Linked DNA regions of Mus musculus: region 1 is linked to region 2. Evidence: chromatin contacts called from public HiChIP or PLAC-seq data. All regions are on one chromosome and are shown on one strand. The core of a region is the stretch at or near the end of the contact, and the rest is flanking DNA. Distances in the headings are between cores, read along the strand shown.

The links. HiChIP or PLAC-seq counts read pairs in DNA pulled down with a chosen protein or histone mark.
Region 1: a contact with region 2 is called in an H3K27ac HiChIP or PLAC-seq map of embryonic stem cells, with 8 read pairs. The contact joins the promoter of Zfyve1 here to the enhancer-like site in region 2. A contact is called at or near these places in 13 of 39 promoter capture datasets (the 3T3-L1 cell line, 3T3-L1-derived adipocytes, the HPC-7 cell line and 6 more), 1 of 15 datasets of contacts at CTCF or cohesin (the NIH/3T3 cell line), 6 of 484 Hi-C or Micro-C datasets (common lymphoid progenitors, cranial neural crest, embryonic stem cells and 3 more), 7 of 115 datasets of contacts at active chromatin or transcription factors (the SCID.adh cell line, double positive thymocytes, embryonic stem cells and 1 more) and 3 of 9 other capture datasets (adipose tissue, liver and pancreatic islet).

The regions. Positions count from the first base shown.
Region 1 is chr12:83,593,544-83,598,658 of GRCm38.p6, reverse strand. Zfyve1 (zinc finger, FYVE domain containing 1) reads left to right here and starts at 1,437. Exons shown (of 12, transcript NM_183154.4): 1 at 1,437-1,662; 2 at 3,337-4,261. The coding sequence starts at 3,779.
Region 2 is chr12:83,547,654-83,552,899 of GRCm38.p6, reverse strand. Zfyve1 (zinc finger, FYVE domain containing 1) reads left to right here. Exons shown (of 12, transcript NM_183154.4): 9 at 354-524; 10 at 1,254-1,434; 11 at 1,966-2,079; 12 at 4,785-5,246. The coding sequence ends at 5,017. Among named protein-coding and RNA genes, the nearest start is that of Gm51952, 12 kb to the left of the region's middle. Within about 2 kb of position 3,574, at least 11 of the 459 cell types and tissues checked have an H3K27ac peak or open chromatin away from gene starts, as enhancers often do. A contact at or near this core is called in embryonic stem cells, epiblast stem cells, stem cell-derived epiblast-like cells and 1 more, where this site is marked.

The sequences.
Region 1 (5,115 bases), core at 188-2,687, 48 kb before region 2:
TAAAATGCTAAATGTTTGTTCCTATCAAACCCCCATTTTTTATGGTGCTGGGGCTCAAACCCAGGGCCTTGTGTATGCCAGACAGCCAATCTCTTTTGAGGGACACACATAGACCAATATATTTACTTTATAAGCAAGGTTATGAAATAATCTGGCAAAGCTACACACAGCCACAGAGGCAGTCTTAGGGATAAAACCTTTGTCATGCCAACCAACCTCAGGCTTATTTAAAACTTGTTAGCTTAACTTTTATAAAATCCCTTCTTCTCCATACACCATCTTATTTCTGGTAAACACTTTTTAATGTGATTGTAGATGGCTTAGTTCTTATTATCCTGGTTGGTGATGTGGTACAGGTAAAAAAATAAAAAGTTCATCCAGGTTTGCCGCTGTTGGCTCTGTGTCATGAAGAGTTAATTTTCAGCAATATAATCCGTATACATAGCTCATTCACTATTTTGTAGATTTGGCTTAACTATTGATCTAATTATGTCCTGAGATCTATGAGTGTCCTCTTGAATCAGAAGATGAGGTCTTATCCAGTGTTGTCAATAATTTGCTGTGTACCTTGGCAAGTAACCTAACCTTAGTTTTCTCTCTCAGGTTAACCATTATCAAGATAAAAATCATATGTTAAGATTGGCAGAGCCATCAGAAATTACACAGCAAAATTCCTTTATTTTATGGAAGGACTGAGTGATTTACCCTACCAACCTATGTAGTTAGTTTTCCTAGGCATTACAGACCAGTATCTTTTCCATGCATTGTATTTTCTCTCAATATTGTCTCAAGAAATAAATGAGAAAAAAGTGAAAGTACTAAACAAATATAAAGCTATTATTAAAAAAATCAGACAATAGTATTACAGACACTGTTATCTTAAATTTTATTGGAGTGTGTACTGTAACTATTCTGCACAATATAAAAATTAGAAGTTATGATGTCTATGTATGGAAAAAGGCAGAAAAGGAATAAGGCTGGAACAAAATTAACAGTTGATTAACTTTGAAGGGAAAACAAAACAGCCTCAAGCATAGTAATATCCTCTCAATGTTTACTGGTATTTTTCCACTTTGAGCATTTCTGAAGGAAAGATGTACAATAATAATGTGCCGTGCCATTTCCTGGTTATATAGAACATCATATCTTTTGTTTAATTTACAATACTCCTTCCCGGGCCACTGCCCTAAACTAGTCGCTGCAACCTGCAAAAACCTCAGCCCCGGCCGAGACTCTAAGTCCCGAAATGCTTTCAGGCTTGTCTGTCCCGCCTATTCGCAACGACGATGCTTCCATCGGGAATTGTAGTCATGTGGAGCTTGTATTTCAGGGCTGTAGGGCAGAACGACAATCCCCCCAAAACTACAACTCCCAAAAGGCCGCAAGCGCCCTTCCCGCTCCCCGTCGTCGCGCTCCGCCCCTGGCCGCTCCTCCCTAGCTGGGCTGCGCTGTTCATGCCTTCCTGTTGGTCTGAGCTGGGAGAAGTTCACTCTGATCAGCTGATTCCAACTGACAACAAGAGAGGAGGAAGCCTGGGAGGCAGCAGAGGAGGAGGGGGCGGAGATGGAGCTGAGGATGGATCCGCCGGGGCCCTAGAGCAGCCCGGGTCCTGTCGGCAATCCGCGTCCCCCACACCGCCTTGCCTTGGCCGAACTGCTCCGGGTGGGCTCTGTGGGCCGCGGCGGAGAGGGCGGGGGCGCCTTGGCCCAGCCCCGGGCGAGTGCTGGTCCCGGGGCTCCCTCCAGTCGCTCCTAGGAGGAAGGGGGGACGGGTGCGGCTCGAGTGGGGGTGGGGTGGCATAAACAATGGATTCGGCTCCGGGATGTGCGGGTTTGTGTGAAATTTGGGGGGCCTTCTTTGTTCTTCGTCTCCGCTGCCACCCCTTGGGTTGTGGTGGTGGTGTCCGGGAGCAAGGTGGGTGAGGGACCCTGGATTGGAGAGAGGCGTCGAGGTTTGGGGGGGGGGGGTTTGCTCCGAGTGGCATATTGTTTGCTTGGCCTGGTGGTGGTGAGGGTCAGCTGTTCTTTTGAAGGTTGGTTTTCTGTTTTTCTTAGTAGTGACAAGTTTTGATTTTTGTTTCCCTTTTGGGAGCTGACTGGACACGTCTGAGGTTAAGGTGAAAATAAGGTCCCCTGGTTACTCCCTTGCCTTGTTTATCTGAAGATCAGATGGATAGATTGGCTACTGAAAGGGAGGAGTGAATATCTGAAAGGAGGACTTTACACTTGGTTGTGCTCTTGGAATAGGAGGCAAAGGTAGGGAGAATTAGGAGTGTAGTTACGTTAGTGACCCAAAACCCCCTTTCCTGTCTTCCCAAGTTTTTGACTTGGTTTGTTTTGTTTTAAGTGTTTGAGTGACAAGAGAAAATGAGTTGTTTTGACTCACTGTAGGGCCTGGCTCTACTGTGCGCCTAAGTGCTGGAATTCTGCCTCCTGTTGCTGCCGGTTCTCTTCCTCTGTAGAGAGGAGGCACAGGAGGAAGCTCAGTAGTTGTCTTACTGTTTTTGAAAATGAAGTTGGGACTATTGTTGTCAATTTTAGAGTCCTTACTAGACCTTTGCTCGACTAGAGCTGAGAGAGTCCATTTTATAAGGATAATTGGGTTTGTAGAGGTCTTTGAGGGTGGTGTGAATTTATTGTTACAATATTTTTCTTAGCTTTTTACAGACCTCCTTTTCCATTTCTCATATATAAGGAGCAGGTGCAGAGGGCTTAGCCTCCTAAAAGCTGTCTGTTTAGTGATTTTGAATCAGAGCTTAATGAAATGAGAAGAGCATTTTACCAACAAACCAGCAAAATCTTTAAGAAGCTCTGGGTCTAGAAGTGTTTTGTTGTTACACATATTTGAGACAGGGCTTCTCTGTGTAGCCCTGGCTGGCCTGGAACTCACAGAGATCCACCTGCCTCTGCCTCCCTTGTGCAGGAGCCTCTAGGCTGGTTTTTGTAGTTAGTTTAGTAGCCAGGCTTCAGCCTTTTTTTTTTTTTTTTTTTTTCTTTCTTTTTTCTTTTTTTGGTTTTTCGAGACAGGGTTTCTCTGTGTAGTCCTGGTTGTCCTGGAACTCACTCTGTAGACCAGGCTGGCAGGCTTCAGCCTTTTGAGTGCTAGGATTTACCACCATACCCAGCATGGCAGTTGATTTCAGAAGGGAGATCCTTAGCCATGATTTTGAGATGACATTTCTAGTCCTAGAAGAAGCCACTGTAAGTTTTATAAGCAAGAATGAGGGTTCTCTCTGGGTTTGGCCTAGCAATTAGGTGCTCCTTTTTGTTTGCTCAGTTTAAGGTACACTTCTGGTTTTTTTCCCCAGATGAGTAAAATCTTCTTTTTCTGCTCTAGGTAGCCCTTGAAACATTGGCTTGAGGTCCAAGTAAATCGAACAGCTCCTCACCACCTTCTGTCATCACTCTGACTTTGTAGCTGAGACCCAAACCAATGAGCTGACCTTTGTGAACCCAGCAGACCCCTCAGCGTGTGGCAGAGACTCTGTCAAGTTCACTTCCACCACATATTTCTTTGCACTTTGCAGAGGATGAGACCATCAAATTCAGTGGACACTGCTGCTGCTGCTGATACAAGAGACTGGGAGGCAGAGAATTAAAAATCTGAACATTTGTGAGCGTGTGAAAATCCTAAGCCAGTCAGGTTTTCTTTTTTAAAGGGCTCAGAACCCTGTGAAGTGCTAGCCACCTTCAGCCTCAAAGCATTTGTCTTCCTTCATTCCTGGGAAAGTACAGTAGTGACTGTTGCAGGGTGGGTGGTTTCCAAACGAGTCTAAGTTATGAGTGCCCAGACTTCCCTAGCAGAGAAGGGCCTAAATCCGGGGCTCATGTGCCAGGAGAGTTATGCATGCAGTGGGACTGATGAAGCTATCTTTGAATGTGATGAGTGTTGTAGTTTGCAGTGTCTCCGCTGTGAGGAGGAACTCCACAGACAGGAGCGCCTTCGAAACCATGAGCGGATAAGACTCAAAGCTGGCCATGTCCCTTATTGTGACCCCTGCAAGGGCCCCAATGGGCATTCGCCAGGTGTTAGGCAAAGGGCAGCCGTGAGGTGCCAGACTTGCAAAATCAATCTCTGCCTGGAATGCCAGAAGAGGACTCATTCAGGGGGTAACAAGAGAAGACACCCCATTACCGTGTACCTTGTCAGTAAGGTCCAGGAGTCCCTGGAGGGGGAAGAGATGGATGAGGAGACCAAGAGGAAGAAGATGACAGAGAGGGTTGTGAGCTTCCTCCTGGTAGACGAAAATGAAGAGATCCAGGTAAGTCGCCAGCCATTAAGGACTCCTGTCTGTATATCCGCCTGTTGCTGGGAACTTGCTCTGCAAAACAGGAAGGAGGCAGTGCCCCTTAGAGGCAGAAAAGACCGGGGCCTCAGAAGCCTTAAGTTGTCTGGAGTCAAATTTACTTAGGTAGGTTGTTCTTGGTTTTGTTTTGAGAAGTTTCACTCTGTAGCTAGGCTGGCCTGGAATTCACAATAGTCCTCCTGCCTCAGCTTTCCAAGTGCTGAGGTTGTAGATGTGAGCCATTATGCCTGGCTTACCTTTTGTTTTGTTTTTTGTTTTTTTAGATAGGGTTTTGCTGGGTAGTTCAGACTGGCCTTGAACTGGTGATCTTCCTACCTCAGCCTCTTGAGGTGCTAGGACTGCAGAGTTAAGATTTAGTTATTTAACTACTAGATAATCTTGGGCCAAATTCATTTTCCTTTCCTCCAAGCCTTAGTTTTCTCATCTATACAATGGGAACAGTGGTTGTGAGACTGAAATGAGTCTCTGCAGGTTGCCTGCCAGTACTGTCATTAGTGGTAGGAAAAACTGCTTAAAATGGCTTAAAACACACAGGAGAATATGTAGAAAACAGTGAATAATGTTACAGATACAGGACTGTGTATCCTCAGTATTGAAGGGAAAAATATCTTTTACAAAGACTATTCTTTCAGGTGGCCTCTTTTGGTTTAATTATACAAACTTTTTAGTCCATTATCTATTGCTGTAGCAAAATACTTGAGTCTGGGTAACTTATGAAGAATAAAAAAGTTCATTTTGCTCACGGGTCTAGATGCTAGAAAGTCTGGGAGTATCTGAGTATTATGTGGGAGGGAGTATCAGGATCCTAT
Region 2 (5,246 bases), core at 2,325-4,824:
GGTTTCACATACAAATGTAATAGCTACTGTACTTATAGAAATAGATATCTTAGAGAGTTACACGTATTAGAGGAAGCAGAAGAACTTGGTGTGGGCTTCCTGTAGGCTGCGTCATCTTCTGTACTGCAGGGCAAAGTTAGTCCCTAGTTGAACAGCTGTACATCAGTCGGGTCACAGTGGTGAGAACACATCAGTGCAGACTGCTGTGTATGGTACTGCCAGCTGCTGGGGAGATTGCCAGTCTGCCTGTTCTGCCTTCCCTGGTGGTTTACAGTTCTGAATTGGTCCCATATATCCCTCTCCTTTTCCTTCCTGCACTCAGGGGTTAATGAGCCCCTGCGTTTTCCTTGCAGACTGATGCATTTCTGAAGGATAACAACAATGCCGCCCAGCGTCTCTTGGATGGAATGAACTTTATGGCTCAGTCAGTGTCTGAGCTCAGCCTCGGACCCACTAAGGCTGTGACGTCTTGGCTAACGGATCAGATTGCCCCTGCCTACTGGAGGCCCAACTCCCAGATCCTGGTACGATGTGTAGGAGTCCTCTGGGGTCCTGATGAGACCACCCTGACTATGTCATGTTGCCTGGTGCTAAGCCGGTCCAGGAGGAGACACCAACATTTTCCCCTCCTAGAGTTATCCCTGAGAATCTTGGGAGGGTGAGCTTTAGGCTGCTGCTTTGCTTCTGAAGTGCCTTTTGTGTCCTGTGAGTATTTTCTCTATGGTGGGTTGTATTGCCAGACCTGTGAGAGCCAATTAATATTGCCTGGATGTCAGAGAATCACAGCTACAGGATCTGGAGAAAGGAGTCTTTTTCAGGTCATTTCTTGGCTTTATCCACAGTTCTCTAGGGTACCCACAACCTGGAATTAGTTTCTGCCCAAACTCCTGTAACAGGAAGCATCCTCCCCCCCCCCCTTTCTTTTTTTTTTTTTTTTTTTTTGGCTTTTTCGAGACAGGGTTTCTCTATAGCCCTGGCTGTCCTGGAACTCACTTTGTAGACCAGGCTGGCCTCGAACTCAGAAATCCACCTGCCTCTGCCTCCCGAGTGCTGGGATTAAAGGCGTGCGCCACCACGCCCGGCTCCCCCCCCTTTCTTTACTCAGGGAACTATTCTTACTAGAAAGCTTGGGTCTTGACAGAGATGGAACCCGCCTTCAGGAATTTGTGGTTGCCCCCTGGGTCATGTCCAGTCCCCAGCTCAGCAGGCATGTAGGACCTCTGCCTCTCTGTTTTGTTTTGGACTTGGAACAGAGCTGCAACCAGTGTGCGACATCCTTCAAGGACAACGACACGAAGCATCACTGCCGGGCCTGTGGGGAGGGCTTCTGTGACAGCTGTTCATCCAAGACCCGGCCGGTGCCTGAGCGGGGCTGGGGACCTGCGCCTGTCCGCGTGTGTGACAGCTGCTACGATGCCAGGAATGTCCAGTTAGGTAATGTGGGGCTCAGGAGGGGCGAGCGAGAGTGCACCCACTGAATACCGGGCCCTGGATGCTCACTGCTCTGACCGTCACTTCTGAGAGCAGTTGCTCCTGGCCAGGGCTACTCACCCGCTGAGCTCCTAGCCAGATAGGCCTGTGCAGCTGAGCCTTGAGGTGGAGGTTCGGAAGACAGGATTGATTGATTAAACGTGGCCTGGCCTGAGCTCTGAGCTCAGTGGTGCTTCTGAGAGAACACACCTGCATATAGCTGATGAGTTCTGGGAAGCCAGACAAGCTTAGGTTGAGTCCTCTCTCTGTAGAAAGTTTAGGTCTTGCTCCCAGAACCAATCTGGTTGACTTTAAAAATAAGTTATAAATCAGTTCTAGAGAGGTGCCCAGGCCACTTTCAGGGTTCCATCTGATTGGCCCCACAAGTCACTGTTAGTTACTGTGGGAATCGGGAAGTGTTCCAGTGTGGCTCCTGAGCGCCTGCATGAGAGATGACTGCTGAGAGGCAACGGCTATCTCTTGTATTACCCACAGATGTGACTGAGGCGCAGGCAGATGATGAAGGTGGAACGCTGATTGCCCGGAAGGTGGGCGAGGCCGTGCAGAACACCTTGGGAGCCGTGGTGACAGCTATTGACATACCACTAGGTGGGCTTGGGCAGTGCCTATATTGGGGATAATGCATGTAGCATGAGGGGTTTCAGGGTCCCCTGGATGGTCATTTTGATTTGCTTGCTGACTTGATTGAGTTTGGCAGCAAGGAATGAAGGGAAGCGTTATATACTTCCTTTTGTGTGTGGAATCCTGTAGTAGTATCAGTTTCATTTCTGGAGGCCAGCCTCCTCACCATTTGTTGCTGTACATAAGGCGGGAGCATGCTATTTTGTCTAAAACAGTGTGCGTGTAGCGATCAGAAAGTCTGCTTATTCCCCTGTTGTCATTGCCTGCAGTTCCTGTCTTGAGTATTGCAGGGTAGCATTTGAACAGATTTGGAAGGTCCCTTCGGAGGACGGTTAAAGCTATGCTCAGTGGAGCATCCCTCTGCCTCTCTGGGTCTCTCCACTTGGTGTCTCTGGTAGTAGATGAACCACAAGGGTAGTTGAGGGTTTCAAGAGCTGATACTTTGTGGCTAGACAATGGCCTAGTGGTTAAGAGCACGTCCTGCTCTCTCTCACAGAGGACATTAAGTTCGCGTCCAAGCATTCATGTTGGGTAGCTCACAACCACCCATAACTCCAACTCCAGGGGATCTTCTACTCTCTTGGGGCTTCCACATGCGTGTGTACATGTGTAGATGCATGTATGCGTGCACACTGAGTGTGCACACACTCACAAATACATAAATAAATCTTAATTTAAAAAAAGCTAATTTATGGAACCAGGTGGCATATGCTTTTAATTCCAGCAGGTTGGTCTCTGACTTTGAGGCCAGTCTGGTCTACATAGTAAGTTTTAGGCCAGCTAGGGACACATGTCTCAGAGGGACAGACAGACCCTGGGACCCTGTTGCAGAGAGAAGGGGGGGGAGGAGAGGGGAAGGGGGAGGCGGGGAGGGGTGGTGGTGGCAGCTACTGCTTTAGTGTTTGGAGAGAGGAAGTGTGCTGTATGCTTCTGTAGTTTGTTGCTGTTACAGAGCCTGCTTAGGTTCAAGGAAGGGGAGCTGGAGTCTCAGAGGAGAGTGTGCCAGAGAACTTGTTACATTAGTTTAGTCATGAATTTTGTTTGAGTGCTTGTGTCATGGCCTGCTTGTGAAGGCCAAAAGGCAACTTCTAGGGTCAGTTATCCCCTTTTAGGTCATTAGGCTTGGAGGGGCAGGTGTCTCTATCTGTACCTGCTGACGCCTCTCATTGGCCAGGCCATTGCTAATTCAGCGTTTATGATCCTTCTCTGCATCAGTTATGAGGGGTGCTTACAGCCAGAGTAGGAAGAAAGAGAGGGGAAGCAAGTAGTGGCTGGAGGACTTGGCAGGACAGACAGGCGGACCTGGGATGTACTTGGGTATAGGGTAAGGGAGAGATCAGAGTGGCTAGAGAGAAAAATGGGTAGGCTACAAAACAAATTGTGAGGTTCTGACTCATTGGTGTTAGAATAGGTGGATTTGCCTGGTTTCAAGCTCAGATTACATCCACCCTGAGCTACCTGGGAGGGGCCGGGGCTGCCCCTGCTGGGAGCGGTTTGTTCATGGAGTGTTCCTTTGCTGAGCCTCCATCAGGTTGGATTTGGCCTGGTCTTTCCTCCTCCTCCTCCTCCTTTTTTTTTTTAAAAACAAAAACAAACAAACAAAAAAACCCAACCTGGTTTCTCTGTAGCTCTGTCTATCCTGAAACTCATTCTGTAGACTGGCCTTGAACTCAGGCCTGCCTCAGCCTTTGCTTCCCGAGTGCTGAGATTGAAGGCATGCTCCACCACTGCCCAGCTTACTGCAAGTGTTCTTAACCACTGAGCCAACTCTATGTCCCGGGCATATTATTTCTCGTTGTTGCTGGCAGCTTTCGAAGGGGTTGTTAATGATGAATCGGCCTGAGAGAGGTTAAGCTTGCTCAGTCCCACAGTCACCATGCTCAGTGGTGCTGGGATCCGACTGAGCGTCTGGCTGTGGAGTCTAGACTTGTTTGTGGCTCCTTCGACTGCAGTGAGTACAGTCACTGTAGTGTCTGTCACTCAGTGTGGTGGATAGAGGAACATCAGTACCTCAGCCACAGGTCCTGTGGTCAGGATAGAAGAAGCCTGGCACCTTTTTTGTCTTTTTAGTAATTTATCTATTGTGTTTGTGTGTGAGGGGCACTCACTTGCATGCATGTGCCATGGAACACACATGAAAGTCAGAGGACAACTTGTCGGAGTTGGCTTCCTCCTGCCACCATGTCCTGTAGAATGAACTCAGGCTTGGTGGTAAAATTGCCAAGCAGTTACAGACACCTGCTGGGCAAGCCTGGCACCCTGAGTTCTGTCCCTGGAACTCATGTAATAGAGGAGACTCGACAGAGTTACCTCTGACTTCCACTGGCACACTATAGCAGGGGTGCTGTGTGGCTCGTTTGGTAGAGTGTTTGGGTAGCGTTCCTGAGCCCTGGGTCTAATCACTGCATAAACTGGATGCAGTAGCGTACACTTCTAACCCAGGACTGGGGAAGTGAAGGCAAGAGGATCAGAAGAACAGGGCTATCCTCAGCAGCCATGAGGCTGAGGCTACCCTGGGCTATATGTCTCATAAAATACATAAATAAAGATAAACAGAAGAACACAGCACAGTAATGGTTCTGTGTGCGGTTGGGATGGCATAAGCCAGAAAGTGTCAGAGGGACGTGGGGCAAGGTTCTGGTGTCCTGACTGTTGTTCCTTCCCTGATGTAGGCCTGGTAAAAGATGCCGCCAGGCCGGCCTACTGGGTGCCTGACCATGAGATCCTGCACTGCCACAACTGCCGCAAGGAGTTCAGCGTCAAGCTCTCCAAACACCACTGCCGAGCTTGCGGACAGGGCTTCTGCGATGAGTGCTCCCATGACTGCAGGGCTGTCCCCTCTCGTGGCTGGGACCATCCAGTCCGAGTCTGCTTCAACTGCAATAAAAAGCCCGGTGACCTTTAACCCCAGTTCCCTCTCCGACTGCTTCACAATTCCTTAGGTTCTCAGGGTTAGAAACAGAAGTCTCACTGAGGTAGGCCCTCCTCCTGGTCACCTGGTGTGGTGTGTGGTGTGTGTACCCCCTCTCACGTCCCTCAGTGGAGGTGAGCCTGGCGGTAGATCCGAAGGCATGAACCACGTCAGGGCAGGGCATGGAGCAGCTCTCAGTAAAGCAGAATGGACCAGAGTCCAT